7 separate regions of the Mus musculus genome follow, and regions 2, 3, 4, 5, 6 and 7 are each linked to region 1. A link is a contact called in public promoter capture Hi-C and targeted proximity ligation data. All regions are on one chromosome and are shown on one strand. The core of a region is the stretch at or near the end of the contact, and the rest is flanking DNA. Distances in the headings are between cores, read along the strand shown.

Evidence for each region. Promoter capture Hi-C pulls out the DNA fragments that hold promoters and counts their contacts.
Region 2: a targeted proximity ligation map of pancreatic cancer cells shows a contact between it and region 1. A contact is called at or near these places in 3 of 130 datasets of targeted methods (bone marrow-derived dendritic cells, bone marrow-derived macrophages and pancreatic cancer cells).
Region 3: a contact with region 1 is called in a promoter capture Hi-C map of liver, with 2.7 times the contacts expected there. A contact is called at or near these places in 2 of 39 promoter capture datasets (liver and pre-B cells).
Region 4: a contact with region 1 is called in a targeted proximity ligation map of pancreatic cancer cells. A contact is called at or near these places in 1 of 39 promoter capture datasets (neutrophils) and 2 of 130 datasets of targeted methods (bone marrow-derived dendritic cells and pancreatic cancer cells).
Region 5: a promoter capture Hi-C map of liver shows a contact between it and region 1, with 2.3 times the contacts expected there. A contact is called at or near these places in 2 of 39 promoter capture datasets (liver and neutrophils) and 2 of 130 datasets of targeted methods (bone marrow-derived dendritic cells and pancreatic cancer cells).
Region 6: a targeted proximity ligation map of pancreatic cancer cells shows a contact between it and region 1.
Region 7: a contact with region 1 is called in a promoter capture Hi-C map of liver, with 2.8 times the contacts expected there. A contact is called at or near these places in 1 of 39 promoter capture datasets (liver), 1 of 484 Hi-C or Micro-C datasets (B cells), 2 of 130 datasets of targeted methods (bone marrow-derived macrophages and large pre-B cells) and 1 of 9 other capture datasets (embryonic stem cells).

What each region holds. Positions count from the first base shown.
Region 1 is chr19:6,304,696-6,307,910 of GRCm38.p6, reverse strand. Cdc42bpg (CDC42 binding protein kinase gamma (DMPK-like)) reads right to left here and starts at 1,454. Exons shown (of 37, transcript NM_001033342.1): 1 at 1,036-1,454. The coding sequence starts at 1,195. Gm52380 (a long non-coding RNA gene) reads left to right here and starts at 1,365. Exons shown (of 3, transcript XR_003952842.1): 1 at 1,365-1,447; 2 at 2,199-2,276.
Region 2 is chr19:5,347,838-5,351,052 of GRCm38.p6, reverse strand. Cst6 (cystatin E/M) reads left to right here and starts at 1,479. Exons shown (of 3, transcript NM_028623.5): 1 at 1,479-1,958; 2 at 2,531-2,656; 3 at 3,004-3,215. The coding sequence starts at 1,719. The coding sequence ends at 3,087.
Region 3 is chr19:5,386,920-5,390,134 of GRCm38.p6, reverse strand. It overlaps Sart1 (squamous cell carcinoma antigen recognized by T cells 1), which reads left to right and starts at 1,432. Exons shown (of 20, transcript NM_016882.3): 1 at 1,432-1,820. The coding sequence starts at 1,508. It overlaps D330050I16Rik (RIKEN cDNA D330050I16 gene), which reads right to left and starts at 1,799. Exons shown (of 1, transcript NR_033224.1): 1 at 66-1,799. Tsga10ip (testis specific 10 interacting protein) reads left to right here. Exons shown (of 8, transcript NM_001373978.1): 8 at 1-88. The coding sequence ends at 73.
Region 4 is chr19:5,423,434-5,426,648 of GRCm38.p6, reverse strand. Drap1 (Dr1 associated protein 1 (negative cofactor 2 alpha)) reads left to right here and starts at 1,670. Exons shown (of 7, transcript NM_024176.2): 1 at 1,670-1,976; 2 at 2,216-2,288; 3 at 2,374-2,467; 4 at 2,758-2,877; 5 at 2,996-3,089. The coding sequence starts at 1,935. AI837181 (expressed sequence AI837181) reads right to left here and starts at 1,505. Exons shown (of 2, transcript NM_134149.2): 1 at 1,341-1,505; 2 at 1-698. The coding sequence starts at 1,480.
Region 5 is chr19:5,445,987-5,449,201 of GRCm38.p6, reverse strand. It overlaps Fosl1 (fos-like antigen 1), which reads right to left and starts at 1,504. Exons shown (of 4, transcript NM_010235.2): 1 at 1,147-1,504. The coding sequence starts at 1,251.
Region 6 is chr19:7,055,113-7,058,327 of GRCm38.p6, reverse strand. Macrod1 (mono-ADP ribosylhydrolase 1) reads right to left here and starts at 1,560. Exons shown (of 11, transcript NM_134147.4): 1 at 1,146-1,560. The coding sequence starts at 1,437.
Region 7 is chr19:5,566,335-5,569,549 of GRCm38.p6, reverse strand. Ap5b1 (adaptor-related protein complex 5, beta 1 subunit) reads right to left here and starts at 1,526. Exons shown (of 3, transcript NM_001362046.1): 1 at 1,467-1,526; 2 at 943-1,110; 3 at 1-846. The coding sequence starts at 1,092.

The DNA.
Region 1 (3,215 bases), core at 205-2,704:
CAGGGACAAGTTGGGGCAGGAGAGGCGTGAGTCACACCCGGCCTTGGAGTTACCTCGGGAGAAGTCAACAGACATGCCCTGTGTTGGGGTCCCAAGCAGAGGTGCCAGAGGCAGGCAGGGAGAAACACACATATGTGTAAACACACACACATGTGCCACATGCACACACCCAGGTACAGGTGTCATGTGGGAGTGATGACAAATCAGACACTTGTAAAACACAGAAGAGTCACAGAGAAACAGGCAGGCAACGGGGGCAGGGCCGTCTAACTGCTCTCACCCCAGAAAGAAATGGCAGGACTGGCTGGTAGACCCCCATCCATATTTGGCCTAGCCTTGTGTCTGCCCATAGCTCAGGAGCACCAAGAACTCTGATCGCCTACAGGGTAAACACCCCATGTTTCAGGCCCAATTCCCATGCCCTCCTCACCAAAGCCTGGCCAGATGTGTCCAGTGCCCACATTGGGTTTAGGATCACCCTAAGTCAGCCATTCCCAAGGATTCAGACGAATCAAATAAAACCACTTCTAACAAGACCCCAAATCCTCCAAAGGGGTTGAGGTTGGTTCTTGGTCCCGGCTAGGGATTGAAGTAAGGAGACTTGTCTGCAAGGTGAAGGACGAGGACTTTTGAGTGTGTGACAGGTGAGAGGGGTCCTAGAACAAAGTGCCCGTCCTCTTGAAGAACGGAGGAAATAGAGAAAGTCTGTATGTTTATGTCACACAAAACGGTGTCCGCCTAAATGTATGTTCTAGGTAGAGCATGAGGTGACCGTTGTGAAAGATGTGTATTGGCAACATGTCTGGGGTCTGTAGCAGGGTATGTGGGAAGTGTACCTTATGTACCTGTCTCTGGGAGTTTGAAGTAAGGTGCAGGTGAGCGAGCGGGCTGTGGAGACCAACGGCAAGCGTTAGATACAGCACAATGAGGAAGTTTCAGGAATATGCCACTCCCGGGAAAAGGTCTGGGGGCACAAAGCTCCAGGTGTTGTCGTCCCTCCAGCTTCCCTTCCCGGGTGTTGCCCGGACCACTCACCCCAGCTCAGAAACTGCGCCACGTTACGCTCCCGGCGCAGGGGGGCGCTGCTGAGCTCTTGGTGCACCCCCAGCAGCAGATCCAGGAGGCCGTCGAGCCCTGGGCTGCCACCAGCTTCGCCCCGTACCAGCTGCTCCAGCGCACGCAGCCGCTGCTCCATGGCTGCCGCTGGAGCCCCGAAACCCGGGCTAGAGCCAGGCCGCCCGCATGCCCCGTCCGTCCGTCCGCCCGGCGGTCCGTCTGTGGTCCCGTGGCTCGTTCTGCGCGGCTTCCCCCCTCCCTCCCGCCCTCCCCGCTGTCACCTTCCTCGGTCGCCACCCGCGCTCCTTCACCTGGTCGCCCGCCCCGCCCTCCAAGCCCGCCCCCGACGGACGGGCAGGTGCGCGCCGGCCAATGGGAGCCGCGGCTGAAGGTGAAGGTGGGAAGGCGGAGGCGCGCGGGGGCGGGGCCGACCCTCGTCCAGGAAGTGGGAGGGCGGGCCACGAAAAGTAACTCCTGGGCGGGGTTGGAGGGGGTCCGTTGGGGTCGCAAAAGGCCCCTCTGATCACGGTGCCACCCCAGTCCCAGCGCCACCTAGACCCTCATGAGACACTAACCTAGACAGAGCCTAGCGCAACTTCCCGCGGGACCCGGCCAGCGGCCTGTCCCTTAGCCAGGCCAGAGGGGCTAGGGACGGTTGCGGCCCTGAAGCCGGATGGGAGTTGTAGTCCGCTCTGGCCTCGGTTTGAAAGCGGCGCTAAGGCAACACACCCATCTACCCCCAAAAGTTTCTGATCTCCTTTAAATCCTTAAAACTAACCCAGAGACATGTAGTTGAGGTAGGATGGGCACACTCATTTAGCATGAATACACTGCGGCTTTGGAAGGCTGAGGGTAGGGGGTCTCTGAAACTAGATTCTCGTGTGGACCTAGATGGGACTGATTTTCAAGGCTTTGGCGGGAACAAGGCCCTGAACTGGAACGTGGAGGGCACAAGAAGTTTGAGATGTGCTGATGGAGGCAAAGGAGGTGGAGGTGCTGGCTGTGTCCAGGGAGGTTTTTTATTTCTGGCCATCTGTGTTGGTCTTGATGGTGACAGGCCAGATACCAAAGAGAAGGGTGCTCTGGTGTCTTTTGAACAACTTGTTTAAAGGCCTACTTAGAGGGCTTGCCTCTCCTTCCAGACTGCAAGCTGAAGACCTTGACAGGATCGAGTCATCAGCGTTGAGGGAGGAAGCATTCTGAATGTTTGCAGGGGCAAAGTGAGTGGGACACCCAAATCCCATCTAACGGGGTCTAGAAACATTACAGGGGTTATGTTGGGGTGGTGGTGTGGGAGTGCACGCCTTTAATCCCAGTACTTGGGAGGCAAAAACAGGTAGATCTCTGGGATCCAGGCCAGCCTGGTCTTCAGAGTAAGTTCCAGGACAGCCAGGGCTATACAGAGAAACCCTGTAAAAAAAAAACAAAACAAAAAAAAAAAAAAAAAAAAACCAACCAACCACTGTAGGTCTCTCATTTGATCTTTACAGAAGCCCCTTCTCCATGAGGTCCACAATTTGAAATGGGGAAAACACAGGCATATATTTCTTTCCAGATCTATCAGGCTGGGAAAGAGACTCAGGATTCAAATTCAATGCCATGGCACTGCCAAGGGAGGGTCAGGGAGGGCAGACTGGAGTTTGGATTTACGGTTTTTGTTGTTGGTGTTGTTTTTATCCTCTCATATAAACTAGGCTGATCTGGAACACACTATGTAGTCAAGAATGACCCAGAATTCCCAGGCGTACTGCTTCAACTTCCTAGTTCTTAGATTACAGGGTGAATTGATGGAGCCTACTGGCTCTCTCAGGGATTCTGAACCTCCTCAGCACAGGGCAGGGCTGGGGCCCACAGAAGCCACAAGGAGGCGCCAGAGACTAGGGGAGGAATGAGTGTCTAGTATTTGCAAGTCGTCATGGAGAACTAGGAGGCTGGGACCCTTCCTGTAATGCTGATTCTCTAGTCACAAAGGTCAGTCAAGGGCCAACTGCCCAGGCCTCCGCTCTTGGCAAGGTCCTTGCATCAACTTCCCCAAGACCCTTAACCTCTTTGAAAGCTGAATTCTGAGAAAATCCCAACCCCAAGCAGGCTTCAATGCCATACCAGAGTGGGAGAGAAAGGCCAGAGCTGGACTCAATTGAACACACCGACTGGATATG
Region 2 (3,215 bases), core at 230-2,729, 960 kb after region 1:
ACCCCACTGGATGTCCAGTGTCCTTAGGGATGAGAGTGTGGAACTGTCATTGTCAGTCAGAAGAACAGCTTTAGGAAAAAAGACTTGTCATCCTATTTCCCGTAGGACACCCAGGCCCTGAGTGACTATCCAAAGCCTCCCAGTTAGAAAGATGGCACCTGGCGTGACTCACCCCTCTTCGGAGGCAAGTCTTTCTTTTCAAACTCAGCCTGAGCTAAGAACATAGACAAGAACTTGACCTGGTAGCACAGGCTTGTAATCCCTGCCAGGAGGCTGAAGCTGGGAAGCCACAGACTCAAGGCCTGCAGTCTACAGAGCAAGGGCTTCACGGTCAGCCTGGGTGATCAACAAGTCCCTATCTAGAGATAAGGAGTAAAACGAGGGCTGCATGCCGGGCATGGTGGCGCATGCCTTTAATCCCAGCACTTGGGAGGCAGAGGCAGGCAGATCTCTGAGTACGAGGCCAGCCTGGTCTACATACAGAGTGAGTTCCAGGACAGCCAGGGATACATAGAGAAACCCTGTCTTGAAAACAAAACAAACAAACAAACAAACAAACAAAAAAAACGAGGGCTGCAGGTGAAGTGTTTGCCCAGCATGCATAAGACCCTAGGTTCAAGCCCAGCAAAATGAAATGAGGCTAGGGATATTAGTTGGTAGAGTGCTTGTCTCTAGCACACATGAAGCCCTGCATTCTGTTCTCAGCACCAAATAAAATATGATGGTAATGCTAGCACTTGGAAGGGAGAAGCAGGGAGATCAGGAGTTCAAAGTCATCCTGAGCTATGAAATTCAAGGTCAGCCAGGGACACACAAGATCTTATTTTATAGCACACACACACACACACACACACACGACTTAGGCTCTTCAGTATACTTACTTACTAGGGACCAGTTGAAATCGTTGCACATATTACTTCTCCCTTCTGTGCCATGGCGTCCCACCTCTGCAAAGTGAAAGGGTCAGCCAACCGGGTCCACCATGGCTGTGAGGGACAGTAGTGCCGGCTTGAGTAGTAAGGACTCCTACCCACCCACCGTTTGTTTGCATGGCACCCGGCCTCTCTTAGGCTCTTTACCTGTGTCAGTTCATCGATCCTTATAGCATTTATTTTTCAGAAGAAGAAATGCAGGCTGGGAGTTATAATTTCTCTAAAAATGGCACGATAAGAAAATGGTGGCAATGCCGGATGATAGTGGTGCACACCTTTAATCCCAGCACTCGGGAGGCAGAGGCAGGTGATTTCTGAGTTCGAGACCAGTCTGGTCTACAAAGTGAGTTCCAGGACAGCCAGAGCTACACAGAGAAACCCTGTCTCGAAACAAACAAACAAACAAGAAAGAAAGAGAGAGAGAAAGAAAGAAAGAAAGAAAGAAAGAAAGAAAGAGAAAAGGAAATGATAAAATGATAGCAGTAAGAATGTAACCATATAATTGCTTTTGGCAACTCAAACGTCAGGGCCCTGGTATGAACTGTTCTCTCCCTCCTGGGAGATAGGAATGATAGGCCAGCATCTCTACACGTAGAGGTTCTGGGACCTGTGTGCCATCTCTGGTTCTTACACTGCGTAGGTAGGGGAGGTGCACCCGCCTCCAGGCACCTGCAAGCTGGTCCAGGCTTGCTAAGGAAACAAGCAGGCGTTGGGCGGGGCCGGGAGGGGCCCGCGAAGGCTGTAAAAGCCGCGCAGGATGGAAGTCCAGACACTGAATCCGCGGCTATGGAGCGTCCTCACTTCCCGCTGGCGATGGGCCTTGGCCTGCTCGCATTCTGCCTCCTGACCCTGTCACCTGACGCCCGCGCCGAGCTGCGGAGCCGCAGGACCGGAGAACGCCAGAACTTGTCACCCACCGACCCGCGGGTGCAAAAGGCCGCACAGGCAGCTGTGGCCAGCTACAATATGGGCAGCGACAGCCTCTACTACTTCCGAGACACCAAAGTCATCGATGCAAAATATCAGGTGCGGTGGCTGGGACAGAGGTTGTGGGACAGGTTATGGAACAGAGTGGCTGTGGAGAGGGACAATTTGGAGAGGGACAGGGACAGGGGGACCGAGGACAGGTGACAGGAGACAGGAGATAAACAGAGAGCTGCTTAGCTTGCTACCAAACACAAGGGGGCACTAAAACCAACCATAACCCCCAGACCTTTCTATGAAATACTTCAAAACAAAACAGATTAGTAAAGTCCTCTGGAAGCAGCGCTATCTAACTATCAAAGAAATGCAGGATGCAGCCTCCTTTGGCATAACTAACCTCACTTCCCCAACCTGCCAGGTGGAGTGGAAGGGCCCAGTGTAGGTGCCACATACCATTCACCTTTACAGTCTAGCCGCAGACAGGAGCTCTCCAGCTTCTTGCCCAGCCTAGGGCTCTGCTCACACACAGAAGTTCCTGCCTCCACTCCAGGTCTGAATATGTAGGTCAGAGGGTTGCATTTGCCTGGGAGAGTGGAGACTCTTAGAGGGAGGGAAAGCATAGACACACAGGTTGGACTCCCAGGCATCTCTCACCTGCCCTGTTTGGTTCCCAGCTGGTGGCTGGCATCAAGTACTACCTGACTTTGGACATAGAAAGCACAGAGTGCCGAAAGACCAGAGTCTCTGGAGAACACATGGACCTCACCACCTGCCCTCTGGCTGCAGGGGGGCAGCAGGAGGTAACAGCACCGACCCCATCCCAACCCCATGCAGGGTCTGAGGCCCTTAGCTTGTCTATCCTGACCAGTCTATCTGGTCAGGCAGAAGCCTGGCTCCACCTGTTCGCTTTGGCTCTTGTATGACTCAGGCCAGGGTGGAGTGCAGAAGAGAGACTGGGGATTCCTCGTGGGGTAGGAGTTGCCTGAGATAAACCTGGGAGCATCTCCTGCCTTCTGATTCCATGTTTTGGGACCACTCATGGTCTGTCCCCGGCTCCAGAGAGACGTGGCCGTCAGGGGGGCTGACTTCTGGGAGGAGGAGGTTGCTGCCAACCTCACCCTCCTTGTCCTCTGTGCTTCCCTCTCAGAAACTGCGTTGCAACTTTGAGCTCCTTGAAGTCCCCTGGAAGAACACTACTCAGCTTCTAAAGCATGACTGCGTGCAGGTGTGACCGGCCCCAGGGTGACAGAGTCAGGGCCCCATGGGAACAAGCATGGTGGAGGCGCCTCAGGGCCACGGGCCACGTCTGTTGCAATAAATCTGCAGCTCTGCTTCTTGCACTGCTTTCTCCTGTGTGTT
Region 3 (3,215 bases), core at 183-2,682, 920 kb after region 1:
AACCAGCAGCCAGCCTGGAAGACGCCCCTCCCCAACCCTGGACCCAGACTACAGTCCCCGAGAGAAAAATTAAACGCTTTATGGCCAAGTACAGTGTGAGACTTCTGAGGGGAGTTGGCTGTGGGTCGGAGATAGGTAGCGGAAGTGGGTGGCAGAGGTTGAGCTGTTTCCCCCACGCCCTGGAAACCCAGGCTACACCTCATTCTCAACAAGCCGTCTCTCTACTGAGGCGTGGGGCACCGGAAAGGAATCCGCTGAGACTTTGCCATGCTTTCCCCAACATGCCAGGGGACCTAGAAATCTTAGTGAACAGGACCCTGCCTCTGAAGGCGCTCAGTCTCGGGGTGGACCTTCAAAGGTGCCCATCCCCCACACCAAACCACACCAGCGAGGTGCTACACCGGAAGTCCAGAGAGGAGCAACGACTATCAGATGGGAGTGTGTGAACCCTTAACTTAAACCCTTAACCCTTTACTCAACCCAAAACAAAGCAACCAAACTAAACAAACAATCAAACAAACAGAAACCCAGGAAAAGTCGAGAAAAGCATGTAATCCCAGCCTGGGCTACATAGTTAACAGGCTAGACAGAACGGGAAAAACAAAAAAAGGAGGGAAAGCATATACATGCACAAATGTGCCGAATTTGCACTCAAGCCTGGAGTGGCCATGCACACGAGAGGCTGACAGAGGGACTGTGGTGGGTTTGAAGACAGCCAGGGGTAAGTAACAAGTACTAGACCTACCTTTACAAAAAAAGAAAACTAGAAACAAACCATCACTCAGTATCACCAGGTTTATAGGCACAAATTCAAAGAGCACTCCAAAGCCTAGTTAAAAAGGTCCAATCCAGCTGGGCGGTGGTGGCGCACGCCTTTAATCCCAGCACCTGGGAGGCAGAGGCAGGCGGATTTCTGAGTTCGAGGCCAGCCTGGTCTACAGAGTGAGTTCCAGGACAGAGAAAACCCCTGTCTAAAAAATAATAATAAAACGGTCCAATCCATCAGTCTAGGGGACATAGGATGACGGTAGCGTTCGCTAAAAGAAAGAGTATTTTCCAACTCTGGATGGAGCCCCGGCACTAGGGAGCTTGCTTGGACAGTCACTGGAGAGGGGGCTGCCCACAGAGAGACTTGAGGCACAGAGCACCACGAAGCGATCAGAGTGGAAGGGGAAGGAGGCAGGGGAAACTTCTAGCTCCGGAGATGATGACCCAGTACCATGCTAAAGTTCTTACGGCTCTACGACTACCATCTTAGATGGCGCGAGAGGGTGGACGGCGCAGTCTCTACAGGTGCGCGTGCGCAGAGACCAGTAGCTGGCAGGCGGGACCGCGCACCCTCAATCAGTCCCTCCCGTGAGCCTTTGGAGGTTCCCAGGCAGGCCCCGGAAACAGCCCCTCTTAGTTTCCGGCAACAGGAACGGGGCGGTCGCGCGACCCGGAAGCGTTCCCATTTCGCGTCGTCTGGGCTAGGGTAGCGGCCCGGCTCCAGGCGGACGCAATAATCATGGGGTCGTCAAAGAAGCACCGTGGCGAGAAGGAGGCGGCCGGGACGACGGCTGCGGCCGGGACTGGGGGCACGACCGAGCAGCCGCCACGGCATCGCGAGCATAAGAAACACAAGCACCGGAGCAGCGGCGGCGGCAGCAGCGGCGGCGAACGACGGAAGCGGAGCCGGGAGCGTGGGAGTGAGCGCGGGAGCGGGCGGCGTGGGGCGGAAGCCGAGGCCCGCAGCGGCGCGCACGGTCGCGAACGAAGCCAAGCGGAGCCCTCGGAGCGGCGCGTGAAGCGGGAGAAACGCGATGACGGCTACGAGGCCGGTGAGGGCGGGGCCCGGGGGCGGGGCAGGGTCTTGGGATGCCCAGGACGGAGGGTACGGGAGGACCTCGAGGGCCATCTGCCTCTCGGGTTAAAGACGTCCTCCGGGTGTTTGGGGTTAAACGTTGACGTCTCCACGTTAAGCTTTAAGAAGACAGGAGTCTTCCTGCCTTCCCTGTCTTCCTGGCACTTCACAGCAATGCATTGGGTGGGTGAATGAGGTGGGACGAGCGTGTACAGACAATCGACCAATAGCTCATAGCGGAGACATGAAGCAGTAAGATAGGCTTGGGTCTGAACCAGCGCTGTAAGCCCTGTTGAGAAGTTTGGGCTTTGTTATGAGGATGGTAGGGAGCCAAGGATTTGAGTAAGCAAGTGACTTGAATTGCATGATATTTTATGAAGATCAGTGGGTTGAGAGCTTGTCAAACGTAGGACCAGAGATCAAGAGATCGGGAGGGAGGTCCAAGCAACCAGGTGAGGGCTAATAGTATGCATGTTTCTCTATGCAGCGGGCCGGAGAGAAGTGGACAGATTGAATAGGAATTCGGTCTGATTGGCCTGGTGAATGGAGGTGTCATCTGTTGGAACTGAGTTTAGAAGAGAAGCAGATTTGAGGCAGGGGAGAATGACACAGTTTTGGGAGAACTTTATGTTTGGTGTATATGGGAAACCTTACAGTTTAAGTGAGATAGAGTGACTTTGGGCTGGTGTGTATTCAGGAAACCAAAGAAGTGCCTTAGAACATGTGGAATGAGAACGAGAGTCAGGCATAGAACCTGCTAAATTCCAGTAGTTCAGTTGTGGGCAGAGGAACATGTTGAGGAGCATAAATAGTAGCCAGTGGCAGGAACCCACAGTCTGCCCATAGGATCTATGCAAAGAGAGCATTGCTGAAGTGTGATCCACCACAGGACATTAATCTTTTAAACAAAGGATTGTTTTTATGTTAATGCATTTGAGTATTTTACCCTCATGTGCCCGTGCCAGCAGAGGTCAGAAGAAGGCATCGGATCCCCTGGAACTGAATTAGATGGCTGTGAGTTGCCATATGGATTCTGAGAACCAAATTTGGGTCCTCTGTAAGAACAGCAAGTGCTCTTATCCCCTGAGACATCTCTCCAGTCTCCAGATCAGAAATTTTCTTGAAAGTAATCTGCTAGTTGGAAAAAGGGAGACTTGGGACTTGACAGTTCCCACAGAAAGTGGAGTGGTGCCAAGGCAGAGAAAGGGACTGTTGGGTTAAAGAAGAGAGTGACTGCAGTGGTTGAATACGGCAGAGATTTTTGAGAAGATGCCCTCCTGGTAGGGCCTGGTTGGGGGAGCTAAATTTGATGCATCTTCCTCTGTATGGTGTTTGTTGAAGTTCTCTTCTGTTTGTGGGATGGGTAGAGCAG
Region 4 (3,215 bases), core at 421-2,920, 880 kb after region 1:
CAAGCTGGAAACGGCTCTCATAGAGAGTGGGGCAAAGGTGCCAGCGGTTGGCTCGGTAGATGCCCAGGTAGGTGTAGACATCAGGTTTGTAAGTGAGCAAGCACTTAATGCCTGCAGCACGAATGGCAGAATCTGCTTCCAGCACACCCAAGCGGTCCGTGAAGTCGTCCGTGTAAACACAGATGACCTGGCGCCCACCCTCTTTGGCCCGTGGGCTCACCTTGGCCACCTGGAGACGGCCCTCAACTACAGCCCGGGCAATGCCAGCCCAGGCGTGGTCCAGCTTGAAGCCAGGTGACAGGTGAATCAGCCACTTGCCGGAGAGCACATGGTGGGTGATGGCCAGCTGGCGCAGGGTACCTGGTGTGATGGGTCGCCCACTGGTCTGCAGAGCCTCCCAGGCCGCCTGCAGCCCTTGTACATCCCCTGAGTTGGGGGTGTAACCCTGCCCATAGGCTGCAATCCAGCCCACAGGTTCAGAGTTGGGTGAACCTGGGTCCCCATAGCGAGTAACTTGAGATGGTGGGTACTTGGCCAACCAGGCATCCAGCTCTGTGGCAGGTGTGGTACGGGCATCAAATACCAGCCAGGGGTCCATATCGGCTGCCATGGCCTCTGCAGCCAGGTGCTCAGCAGTGAAGCCATCCTCCCGGCCACCTGGAGAGTCTTCCTCTTCCAGCTCCTCATTTGGTTCCATCCTGTTGTGAGGGAACTGAGTCAGAGGTTTGAGACAGTAAATAAAAAGTGCTGGGTCCTGGAGGGTGCCAGGCACTGCAGTAAACTGTGGCCCTGGGCAAGACATAATGTCTGTGCCTCAGTTGCTTCATCTTCACAATGGGTAACAACTGATCCTGTCTAGATTTGTCTCCAGAATAAGACGCCTGAGGTGGAGTAGCTATAGTTAGTACTACTTTCACTGCTTACAAACAAGGAAATTGAAACTCTTAAGAAAAGGGGCTTGCCCAAGGTCATGCCCGTAAAGAGCGCCAGAGCTTAAGTGTGAACTGGCACGGGGCTCGGCTACACCACCGGACTAGAGTCCTGCAAGGTAGCGCGGCGCTGCAATATAATGGACGTAGGCAAAACGCAGGGTCGCCAACCTCAGAGGATGGCTGTAGAGGGCCAGGCCTCCCCCGGTGAACGATTGGGGGCACCGTGAAACACCGAGGCTCTGAGCCCCAGAGAGGGCAGCGGCCCATCAGGGGGTCAATGGGTACCATCCAGACTCGAACCAGATAGGACCAGGCCTGCGCGAGGACCAGGCTCCAGCCCTACCACATCCGCCGCCATTAGTGCCCACAGCTTAAGGGTTGCCGTCCCTCTCGCCACCCCGCAGTCACCTCCGGCCTTCACTCCGTTCCGCGCCAACCCAACTTCGGGCCCGGCTCCGTTCCTGCCCGGGATCTGCTGCGCCGCCGCCGCCGCCGCCGCCACCCCCGCCGCGCCCCGCCCCTGCCACGGCCGCCGCCGCCGCCGCCATCTTAGGGTCCCGCCACCTCAACAACAACTTTATAGACAAACACAGTCACGGGGCGGGGCCAGAGGCGGAACCAGAAGGCTAGGGGCGGGGGCTCCAGGGGAAGGGGCGGGCAGCGTCCAGGGGCGGAGCCGGCGCGAGAATCCCGGGAGGTGCAGGTCTTCGGGAGGCGGAGCTAACGTTCGTACTTTAGCTTGGGGGGCGGGTGGGCGTGGCGGGCGAGCCCGGGGAAGGACGCGCACCGCCCCAGAGGATCCGAAGCCCAGCGCTCGAGTTTGGGGAGCTGCTTGTCTACGGGCGGCACTAGGACCCTGCGGGAAGTGGTGTAGGCGGAGTAAACGGCACCAGGACCCGGGGAGGGTGGGGGGGGGGACCGCGGCGGGCCGGCGGCGGACAGGCCCGGGGCCGGGAGGCTGCGGGCGGCGGCGCTGGGCCCGGCGCAACGAGAGGCCCCGAGATGCCAAGCAAGAAGAAGAAGTATAACGCGCGGTTTCCGCCGGTGAGCACGTGGCCCGGATGGGCCCCGGCAGGCAGGGCTCCCGGGAGGCTTGGGCCCAGGTCCTGCTGGTGGGGGGGGCGGGTGCCTTTAGGTGTTCACGGCCTGACGCCCCGCCCCTTCCATGCCCTCCTGACTTAGCGCCCCCCGCCCTCTTCTCCTTCTCCCGGGATACCCCCGGTTCCCTCTGTCCCCCGTGTTAGGGACGCAAGAGACGAGCTCTGTCCTCTTCCTTTCGGCAGGCGCGGATCAAAAAGATCATGCAGACGGACGAAGAGATTGGGAAGGTGGCGGCAGCTGTGCCTGTCATCATCTGTATCCTACTAGGGGCCGGTTGGGCTGAGGGGCGTGGGGCGGGACTGCGGCACTCCCCTTTTTGGATTCTCCTTGACGTCTTCAGCCCGGGCCCTTGAGCTCTTCCTGGAGTCCCTGTTGAAGAAGGCTTGCCAGGTGACCCAGTCTCGAAATGCCAAAACCATGACCACGTCCCACCTGTGAGTGGCCGCCGAGCTGGGAGGGGCTTTTGAGGAGGCAGAGTTCCGACAGGGGGAGTGGTGCAAGGCCCAGGGAGGCCAGCTTTGTGGATTTGGACTGATGCAGGAGAGATTAGGTGTTTCAGGTGCAGGGAATACAACCAGATCCGAGCCACCGGCCCTCCCAGGAGGCCTGGTGGAAGTAGGGGTGTTTTTAACGTTCCACTGTACTGACACGAAGAAGTTGTTTGTATCCTTCCCTAAGTGTTTTGGGGGCCCCATTTGAACCCCTTCCTTTCCCACTTCTTTAGGAAGCAGTGCATTGAACTCGAGCAGCAGTTTGACTTCTTGAAAGACTTGGTGGCATCAGTGCCTGACATGCAGGGGGATGGGGAGGACAACCACGTGGATGGGGACAAGGGTCCTCGAAGGTGGGTAGCCAAGACCCGGTATACAGGTGGGGAAGGCCAAGGCCACAAGGTTGGGGGTGGCTGGGGGATGAACCAGGAGGAGAGAGTCCTCGTGCAGATGGACTGTACCTTCCCGAAGGGGCCGGAAACCGGGCAGCAGCGGCAGGAAGAACGGAGGCACGGGAAGCAAAGGCAAAGACAAGAAGCTGTCCGGGACAGACTCTGAGCAGGAGGTGAGTGAGGCTGATGGGTGATGGCCTCAGCCTTGTCTGCTGCCTCTTGTTCCTCCATCTCCATTCCTCTCCCAGGGTCTGGGCTCCCCAGAGATGGGCCCGGGCCCTCTCATTAACCCTGACCCC
Region 5 (3,215 bases), core at 255-2,754, 860 kb after region 1:
AAAGCCTCCTATAAGGGGTCTGGCATCCTTTCCTTCCTTTTCTTGCAGAAATCTGAGGCATGTGTTGGGATTGAGTGTCGGTGGGGGTGGGGGCTCAGCGTTCTGGGAGAGAAAACTGGGTTCAAGCTCTGTGAGCTAAGGATGTGGGGCCCCTCCAGTCCAGGAAGCACCTCACATGCTTAGGCAAGTCTGGACAGCTATGTCCCCAGCCCAATACTGGGGGACCCAGCATCTCAGTGACCCCCGTTCTGGGCTAGAAGCACTGCCAGGGGCATCTCTCGCTCCCAGGTCGTCGGTCCTTAGGGGCCGTTTGGGGCCAGGAAGGGAGGGGCACCCAGGGTGACTCAGCCTCAGTGACTCGGCCCGCTGTGACTCGGCGAAACGGACGCAGCTCCTTCCCTCCCCTGGCGACACGTGCTCGCGGCCCCTCGACAGGAAATGGACACCTGCAACCTCTCAAGTGCCCCTATCCAGCAGTGAGAGACGTCGGGTGCCGAGAATGTGGAGCGCGAGTGTGGCCGGGCAGGTGACCCCGCGCACATCCCAACACTTCGTGGTCTCCAGGAACCCCTCGGAACCACTGCCTGGGGCCCATGGGCTCTATACTGCGCACAAAGAGATGAGGACTTGACCGGATAAAGGGACACGGACAACCAGAGCAACACACGGACAGCCTCGGACAGGCTGCTAAGAATTCTCTGTCCCGGCTGAGTTCTGATGGACCCCGTCTCTATGTGCCCAGACCCCAGGTCCCAGTTATTAACTGGAGATGGAGAACACCTCTGATCCTGTCCAGGCAGGGATGGGGCAGGTATTTAGAGGGACAGCGTATTAGGGGCAGATAGGAGGAAATGTAAGACCGTAACGGAGACGGAGGGGCAGAAAGACAGTCAGCTAGGGAGATACGGGCGAGCGAGAAGGGGAATTCGCAGATATTCGCGCTTCCCGCTGCGCTCGTCCCCTTGGCCACCGGGTACATAGGTTCCCCGACCACACAGAACGTGCAGGATCCTCGGTCGCGACCACCAGAGTCAGATGCTGCTCGGGGCCCCAGTCCAAATCCCGGAGCAAACTAGACTAATCCCAGCATCCCTGATGCTGTCCAAACTCAGGTCCCCCCCCCCCCGACGATTCGGCCAGTCTCACCTGCTGCTGGGCGGTCTGTGCCTGAGCTTGCGGGGGCTGCGCGGGGCGACCGTACGGGCTGCCAGCCCCGGAGCTCGGTCCCGGTTCCCCGTAGTCTCGGTACATGCCCTGGGCTGGATGTTCGGTAGGGTCCGCGTTGGCGGCTGCGGTTCTGACTCACTCGCGCCTCTCGGAGTCTGGTCTTTTTTATGAATGAAAAGTTCTTGGGCTGAACCACTTGCACCACGGGGGGTGGGGGCGTGTCTCAGCGGCGCCTTTCACCTCGCAGGGGACCCACCTCTCCAGATGAACCTCTGTGGACCGGTCCGCTCGGAACTTCACGACCCTCTGCTCGGGTGGCAAGCCGCCTCTACAGACAGAAAGCGACCGACTTGGCGTCCCCTAGCATCCGCGGCGGCCACGCCCCCCTCTGACGCAGCTGCCCATACATGGTGCAATTTCCTTGCCGCGCCCAGGTGCACCGAGGATTCCCCCTGACGCACCTTGCCGAAGTTGGGGCTTGCAACTGCGCCCCGCCCCGTTCAGACTAGCCAAGGTTCCCAACACAGGGCGAAACAAAATCCTGTGGCCGCCTGGCCTCGCGCCAAGACTTAGAAAGAAGAACGGGGAGAGTGTCTGAAAGCTGGGAAGTGAATTATAAATATGGGTTATTATTATCATCATCATTATTTACCTGGAGAGAATCATTCCAACTGTCACCCAAGTCTGCAGTCCTGACTTAAGACCGCTCCTCTCAAGTGGGGTGAGAAGTTTCTTTAGTTGAGTTTGCTTTGCTTGTGGTTTGTGGAGGGAGGTTGGTTGAGACAGGGTCTCAGGTATCTAGTTGAGGCTGCCCTTGAACTCCTGATCCTTCCGTCACCTCTCAAGTGTTGGACTGTGCCACCATCACACCTGGCTTTTGTAGATAGGGTCTCTTGTTGTGCAGGTTGGCCTTGAACTCCTTATGTAGCTTAGAATAACCTGCTTTCACTTCTCAAGTGGAGGGCAGACATTACAAATGTGCCCCTCCACACCCAGTTTCAACTGTTGTCAAGGTTTTTGATAGACTGAAAGGTTATTGACAAACCAGGGTTATGAAATGTTGTTATATTTGAATACTACGTGAAGTGGCATTTAGTGTACCCACAGATAGAAGGCGCTACATGTTTGAGACCGTCTCTGGAGCTATCACAAGCTTTAATCCAGGCCTCTACAGGCAGAGAGCGCCTACAGAAGGACATAGGTGTCCTGAGACACAGTCAGTAAGGCTTCTTGACTGAAGGTCTGACTGGAGGCACTCCTCCAGTACTATGTGTGTCACCAGCCCACTTTGGAAGTATGTGAAAGGCCTTGATACGGGTGAGGTCCTGACCAGGTGTGCTGAGGAGGTAAATGCCATCATAACCCCCACTTCTCAGATGGGAAAAACTGAGGCTGACAGGTATTGAAATGAGTTGCTCAAGGCCACTGAGTAAGTGGCTGAGTCTGGTGACCAAGTCAGGCCATGAGCTTCAAGCCTTTACATTGTACGTACACGAAGAATGGCAGACTGGGAGAGCATGGGTCCCAAAACTCTTTCTCTGATTTCTTCCATCTCAATGGAGACTGAAGAAACTTGTCCTCAGGGAAGCAGAGGCCTGGGCTGTCTTCATTGGGAACAAAGGCTGGGGTTCTGCTGTTTGGACTCAGGCCTGGAGGCCAGTATATCTCATCATAGAACTATACTTTGTGTCCATGTGACCCGGGGAGGTCTCCTTCCTGAGTCTGGGGTGGGCCTCACTGTTGACCTCACAGGGCTACTATGGGACCAAAGGAGACCACGGATGTGACAGAGCTTTGCTGTTGAAGCATCCTCAAAAGATCACCAGCCTAGAGCCCCTCTAGGGCTCTAGGGCTCTTTCCTTAAGCTAGGAAAGAGAAATGCAGGCATGTGTGTTGGGGATTAGGGGAGGAGGGGAGAAGAGTCTTGGTAGTGAATCCATAGAAAGAATACGCCTACATGCACGGTACACTCAGAATGCTCTGGGTTCTGGGTTTGAATTCTGGTTGGGCTGACCATCCACTGTGAATCCAGGATGATTCACCCAACT
Region 6 (3,215 bases), core at 311-2,810, 750 kb before region 1:
GCGTCTGTCCAGCAGCTGAGGAACCTCAGGTCCCATCAGCTTTCCCAGGTTAGGCTGGTTTTCAGGGTCACCAAGGAAAAGGGAGCTACGGGGAGAAGGGCTGGAATGTAGAAATAGACGCAGACGGTACACTACGTGTGGTACTGCCCCAACTCTCCTCCTCTCCCTGGGTTGCTGCTCTCCATGGGTAAGCAGGACTCTAAGGAAGAACACTAACTCCCTCTGCTGGAATTCTGGACGAGCCCCGCAACTCCCGGCCAAGGTTGAGGGAGTGGCAAGTTCTGATTGCTCCCAAAGAAGACTGTCAAGTGCTTTAGGATCCTGGGCAGACTTGCAACAAGGGAGAGCTCTCTTTTCTAAAAAGGAACCAATCTGAGGTTACCTTCAACCCCGCTTGACCCAGCCCCCATGGTCACGCCCACTAGCAGCCCAGCCAATGGCCTTAGCCGCTCATTGGGAGGAGGATCGGCCCGGAATAATAAGGGAAGCACTGGCGCTGAAAGGCAGGGGCAGCTGGACTGCCACTCAGGGCTATTTGGGGCTCTGCACTTTGCATTCCAGTTAGCGACTAGGTCGTCCGGGACCCGTGGCCCCTTCCTGGCATGCCCGTCCAGGAGGAGAAATACTTTCATTCTTGAGGGAGTCAGTGATTCTCACAAGCCCACGCCCGATGTCAGCCTGCTCTCCAAGTTCTATGATCCCAGTCCCTCAAGAAGGAGCAAAGTGCTGGCAAGGGGCCAGAAGCCAGCAGGAGGGCAAAACGGGCACCTACCATACTCCCAGAGAGGCCCCCGAGCTGCCATTCTTGGGGCTACCTGACCCTACCTGATAGGCCAAGCTTCTACACTTTGCCTTTGCACACTCCCAGCCTGACCTTGGGGAAGTGAACTCTGGCCCTAAGCCTCAGTTTCCCTCCTGTGCATGCATGGAGGAAGGTGGCAGATCCCAGAGGATCTGGGGGTGTGGGGGGTGTGGACTACCTGGGACCATTGCTGAGGTAAGGCCGCCTTCCCCACTCGTTTAGTCAAGGGGTAACCTGGTGTAGGAGCTGGGTATGGATGTGGGCTAAAGGGGTTCCCGAGTGTCTCAGTTGCTCGTGGAGTGCCTTTCGGCCGGGGAGACCCACGCCCTGCGCTCACACTTACATTTGGCCTCCTTCCAGTCGGTGGAGGTGCTCAGGTCCACCTTCGCGGCCATGGCCAGGGGGGCCCAGGTGCGCACCCAGGCTCCACGCCCCGCCGCCCCCCACGCCCCAACTCCCGCCGAGAGCCACGCGCAGTAGCCGTGCTCGCCCAGTGCCACCAGGGGACCGCACGCACTGCCACGGGGCCGCGGGCCACCCGCCGAGCGGCCGGGCCAGGGGCGCAGGGAGACCAGCAGCTGCCCCGCCGCGCGCAGCTGTGCCAGGCGGCCGGACACTTGGCTCTGCAGCGACATGAGCAGGCGGTGCCGGGCGGCTCCCCGCCCACTCGGACTCTATTTACGGTGCTCCGGAGAGTCGCGCTCGGTCCCTTATTTACTCTGGGACGAGAGTGGCGCGTGCCAGCCCGTGGCGACCTGCTTAGAGACCGCGGGCGGCGCGCCGCTGGGCACCCTGGAACTTGTAGTTCCGTCCCGGCCCACTGCGCTCACGCACTGGTAGCACACACGTGCGCACCCAGCCTGTCTGTGTCCTCCCGAGTGTGGCTGCAGCCAACCTTCCGAAGCTCGGTGATTCGACAAGGCACTCCGTGCGTGGGTTTTCCCGCCAAGTCGGCTTCTAGTTCTTTCCGCCTAGTTGCCGTGGCTCATAAGTAAACTCGGTCCTATCGCGTGTTTTGTAGGCATAGAGAGACCTGGACTTGTGTTGGTGCCTCCGCATCACCCAGCTCTGCTTCTGATCCACAGCAGCTGCACGTTCCAGCCTGCCAAGGTGGGGCGGGGGTGATAGGTGCCGCGGACCTATGTGTTAGGGTGGGGCAACTTTTCTGAAGAGCTCGACCTCCCTTAAGCTCCAAGAGCCAAGCAGCGCCGACTGAATTCCACAGCAGCTCACAAGACATTAGTGAGATTTGACAGGAAGAAACCTAGGTGTCAAATAGGCATGGTAAGGCATACTTACAATCCAGCATTCCAGAGGGTGAGGGCGGAGGATCTTAGGAAAGTTTAGGATCAGCCTGACTTACAAGGCAGCCACATAGCAAGACCCTGTCTCAGTCAATAGGTCAGTCTAACAATCAATATAAAAAAGAGCCGGGCAGTGGTGGCGTATGCCTTTAATCCCAGCACTTGGGAGGCAGAGGCAAGCTGATTTCTGAGTTCGAGGCTAGCCTGGTCTACAGAGAGTTCCAGACAGCCAGAGCTACACAGAGAAACCCTGTCTTCAAAAACCAAAAACCAAAAAAAAAAAGGAGAAAAGGAGAGAGAATATGGATCTATAAATGTGGGTGTATAGAAACACTAGAGTAGTGACCTAAGAAGGATAATTTTTTTCTTCTTTATTTTTCTCCTTTTCTTTTGTTGTTGTTGTTGTTGTTGTTGTTGTTTTTTTTTTTTCTTCTCGAGACAGAGTTTCTCTTTGTAGCCCTGGCTGTCCTGGAACTCACTCTGCAGACCAGGCTGGCCTCAAACTCAGAAATCTGCTTGCCTCTGCCTCCCAAGTGCTGGGATTAAAGGCGTGCGCCACCACTGCCCGGCTAATTTTTTTTTTCCTCATATTCCATAATGACATATGCCTGTAACCTGTTCCCGGTTAGCCACTACTTCATATTCAGTTCCACACCAGCCTGGCCTACCTGAGAGCTGGTTGTCAGAGCTACCCAGTGAGACTCTACATTTTTATTTAAAAAGAAAGCGGGGGTGGGGGAGGGATTTAAATCCCGGGGCTGGAGAGATGACTCAGCAGTTAAGATCCCTGACTGCTGTTCCAGAGGACCAGAATTCTATTTCCAGCCCTCACATGGTGGCTCAAAAATCTTCTGTAACTCCAGTTCCAAGGGATGCCACGCCCTCTTCTGGCCTTGCATGGAGTAGTGCACAGCCACACAGGCTGGAAAACACCCAAACACATTAAAAAAAATTTTAGAAATTGTTACTGTGAACCTTAATATCTGAGCCATCTCTCCAGGCCTTGCTCCCTAAACTTTACAAATAAAGATTTAGTTCCTGGGAAACAAAACAAAAAGGAGAGAGAGCAAAGCGAACGACCCTCCTATTGAAACCTCACCACCAACCTG
Region 7 (3,215 bases), core at 277-2,776, 740 kb after region 1:
AAAGGCCGCCTTCAGAGACAGAACTGAGTGTAACAGTGTCAGCTGTGCCGTGCCCAGCAGCCGAACCAGCTGTGGCTTGAAAAGCACTGGTGGCTGTCCCCGAAGACCCCGGAGGGCCCAGCCCAACAGCCACAGAAGTTGAGCCTGAGCCACAGGAGTGAGCAGATAGGAAGTGTCCAGAAGCTGGGCCACGGCAGCCTTCAGCTCTCGGGCGTCCTCGGGGCTGGGCTCTAGAACCGGAAAGCCACGCTCCTCCTCCCCAGCTGTGGGCCAGCTGGGCCCCTGGGGCTTAAGATGGGCATCCCATTCCTCAGCCAGGGTCCAGTCCCAGGGACAACTCCCAGTGGAGAAGTCCTCAGCCACCAGCAGGCCTTGCAGGCCAGCCCCAGACCTGGACTGTACCACCAAGGTGTCGTGTAGAACAAGGGCCAGAAGCAGGCTGACAGGCTGGATGGGACCTGTTTGCCCTGGGAGGCTCCGCAGCATCCCCAGGGCGCCGGCCAGCAGCCCAGGCTTACAGCGCTCAAGTTCTCCAAGGCATTCACAGGCTGTGGCCTGTAGATGGCGCTGTTCTGAAGGGGTTCCAAAGCTTCGTCCCAAGTCTCGGCCTGAAGCTAAGCCAAGAAGTAAGGGCAGAAGCCGGCAGGAAGCTCCCGAAGTGGGTCCGAGAGCATCTCCTGACACCAGGGCTGTAGTGGCTGCCAACAACAGGAGCCTCCGGAGAGCTGAAGGTCTTGTGGGCAGGAGGACAAGCGTGTCCAACAGGGAAGTGGCAGCAGCCTCCGCGGCAGGTGCATCAGGCCAAAGTTTATCAGAGTACTCCAAGCTCAGTGTCAGTAAGGAAACCTGAGATGGGGGATTTAAGAGGAACTCGTTGAGTTCAGCATGCGGTAGTATGAAGCAACCATATGGACCACGGCAGGGCACACGGGCAGGACCTACCTTGGTCTGCTCGCTTAGCTTTTCACTCCTTAGGTCACTCAACAGGTCGCGACCCAAATCCTCACCTTCGGCACCTGCCAGAAAGGCGGATGGGCTGGCTCGGAAGGCCCCCAGGCGCTGGGCCCAGGCTTCTCGACCTAGGGGCCCCATGGTCAGTCATCCACTTCTCTGTAAAGGGAAGAGAGCATCAGACACCGAGGCGAGGACGACGCGCAGGCCTTTACGGCCACTAGAGGGCGCCCAGGTCCTCCACCTTCCCGAGGGGCTGCTGTTACCCTAGGGCCGTCTTGCAGACCCCTCCCCGCCCCCCAATGCCTAGGTCCCGAGATGAACTCTGGAGGCTTCGGAGATAATGCCGGAAGCAACAGCCCGGGCCCCTGCAGGATAGGACCCGCAGGATCGGGGTGGGGGTGCCCAGAAGGTGCGTGCGGAGAGCTCATTAAGCCTCCCGCCTACGAAGGGCATCGAAACCACAGCGTCGCTCGCGCCCCTGGCGCCCGTGGTAACGGGTCGGCCTCTCTCACCGCTTGAGTCAGCTGCCGCGGGCGCTCGGTCGGCTCCTTCCGGGCTGGCAGGCTGGCGGCGCGGGCCGGGGCGGGGCGCGGCGCTCGGCGCGTGGGCGGCCGGGACGGGGCGAGCCCGGGGGCGGGGCGTAACGGAGCCTCCGCCTGCCACGCCCGCCAGGCCGGCAGGTGCCGACTCGCCGGTTTCGCCAGGTCTGAGTAACTGTCTCGCCGTGCAGGCCCCCTGCCCCGAAACTGCCGCAGGCACGGGCAGGGGCGGGGTTTGGTGGGCCGGGCTCCCGGTCCGCTCCCCGATGGAACTGCGTTCCCAGGCCCTGGAGCAGAACAGCGGCTTGGGCAGATCGGGAAGGCGGCCAGCGCGTCCCCCAGTCCTCCCGCCCGGGCCCGGTGACTGCGCGCTTGGCCCGGCTGCTTGAATGCGGGTCTTCGGGCGGCCGCTGGGTGGCGCGCGAGGCGCAGTCCCAGGGCAGAGCAGGAAGAGCAAGGCGTGGGTCACTGCGGGACCGGTCGAACCGGCGCCGCAGGGCTTGGCTTGGCGTCCTCAACGCTGACCTGGCGTCGGGGGTGCTGGGGGGGACCACCTCGCTCTGCTTGGAGGCGAGGACCCGGGGCCAGGGTCGCAGCCGGATGGTAGCTGCTGACCTTTGCCCGAAGTCGCACGGATTGCCTACAGGGGTCGGGCGCGCTAGAGTAGAGCGAGCAGGGCGGGACCTTAAGACGCAGCGAAGCCGAAACACAACGGGATCCTGACTCTAGGTGTGCGTGTTGGCGGGGCCTGGAGGGTCACTCAGCTCGTAACACACCTAATATGAACCGAGAAACCAAGGCTTGAGAAGACAACGGCCGGGCTGCCAGACTTCTGGCCAAGTAGTACACACGCTACCTACTAGAGTCCAGAGGACTGTATCTGGGCTTGTTGGCGAGTCCCAGGCTGTGGGTGCTCACTGGCCCGCTAGTTTCAGGGGCTCAGACCTTCTGTCGTCCAAATCTCATACTCACCGTCCTATAAAGCCTCCTGCTAGCCACTTTGAAGATGAAACACCTGAGCCCCCATTGCTAGCCTCTGGCTATTTCTTTGTCTTTGTCCCTTTGGGTGGCCCAAGTTCCTTCCTAGCCCCTTATCCTGACCTGGCTGCAGATGAGAGTGGTGAGGTAGGGTCCTAAAAAGAAGACTGCCTGGGCCCCCAGAACAAGGGTAGAAGAAGAGAGAATGGAGACATGGGGGCGTTGGGGGAGGCACGGGGAGCTAGAAGACCTGGTCTCTGCTCTTCTGGGCTCTGGCTCCACAGCTGACTCACAGGCGACAGCTCTAAACCACTTCCCTCTAGGTGCCTCAGTTTCCCCATCTATAAATTGGGAGTGATGACTCCTGTTTAAGAAGCTTTGGGGTGGGGCGCCCGGCTAATTAGGCCCAAGATGAAAGAGGCCAGGGTGAGAGCAGCCCTGGGCTGGGAAGGCAGGTTGGAGTAGGAGCCTGTCTGGTTGCCCTGTCTGAGGCCCAGAGGGCGCTGATAACTGCAGGTCTGGTGTCCCAGCTCTCGGTAGCCAGAAAGGATTATTAAACCCTGTTACAGTTGAGGGGAGGGGCTTCCAGGGGTCAGGGAGTCCAACTCTGGCTGTGTCCCAAGCTTCTGATGCTGTAGCCTCTGCCAGCCTCCAGCCTCCCTGGGCTTTGGTTCTTTGAGGTGGCATGTGTGGTTTCCAGAACTGTGTGTGATAGATGGATGTGTCTTCCTGAACTCACTAGGG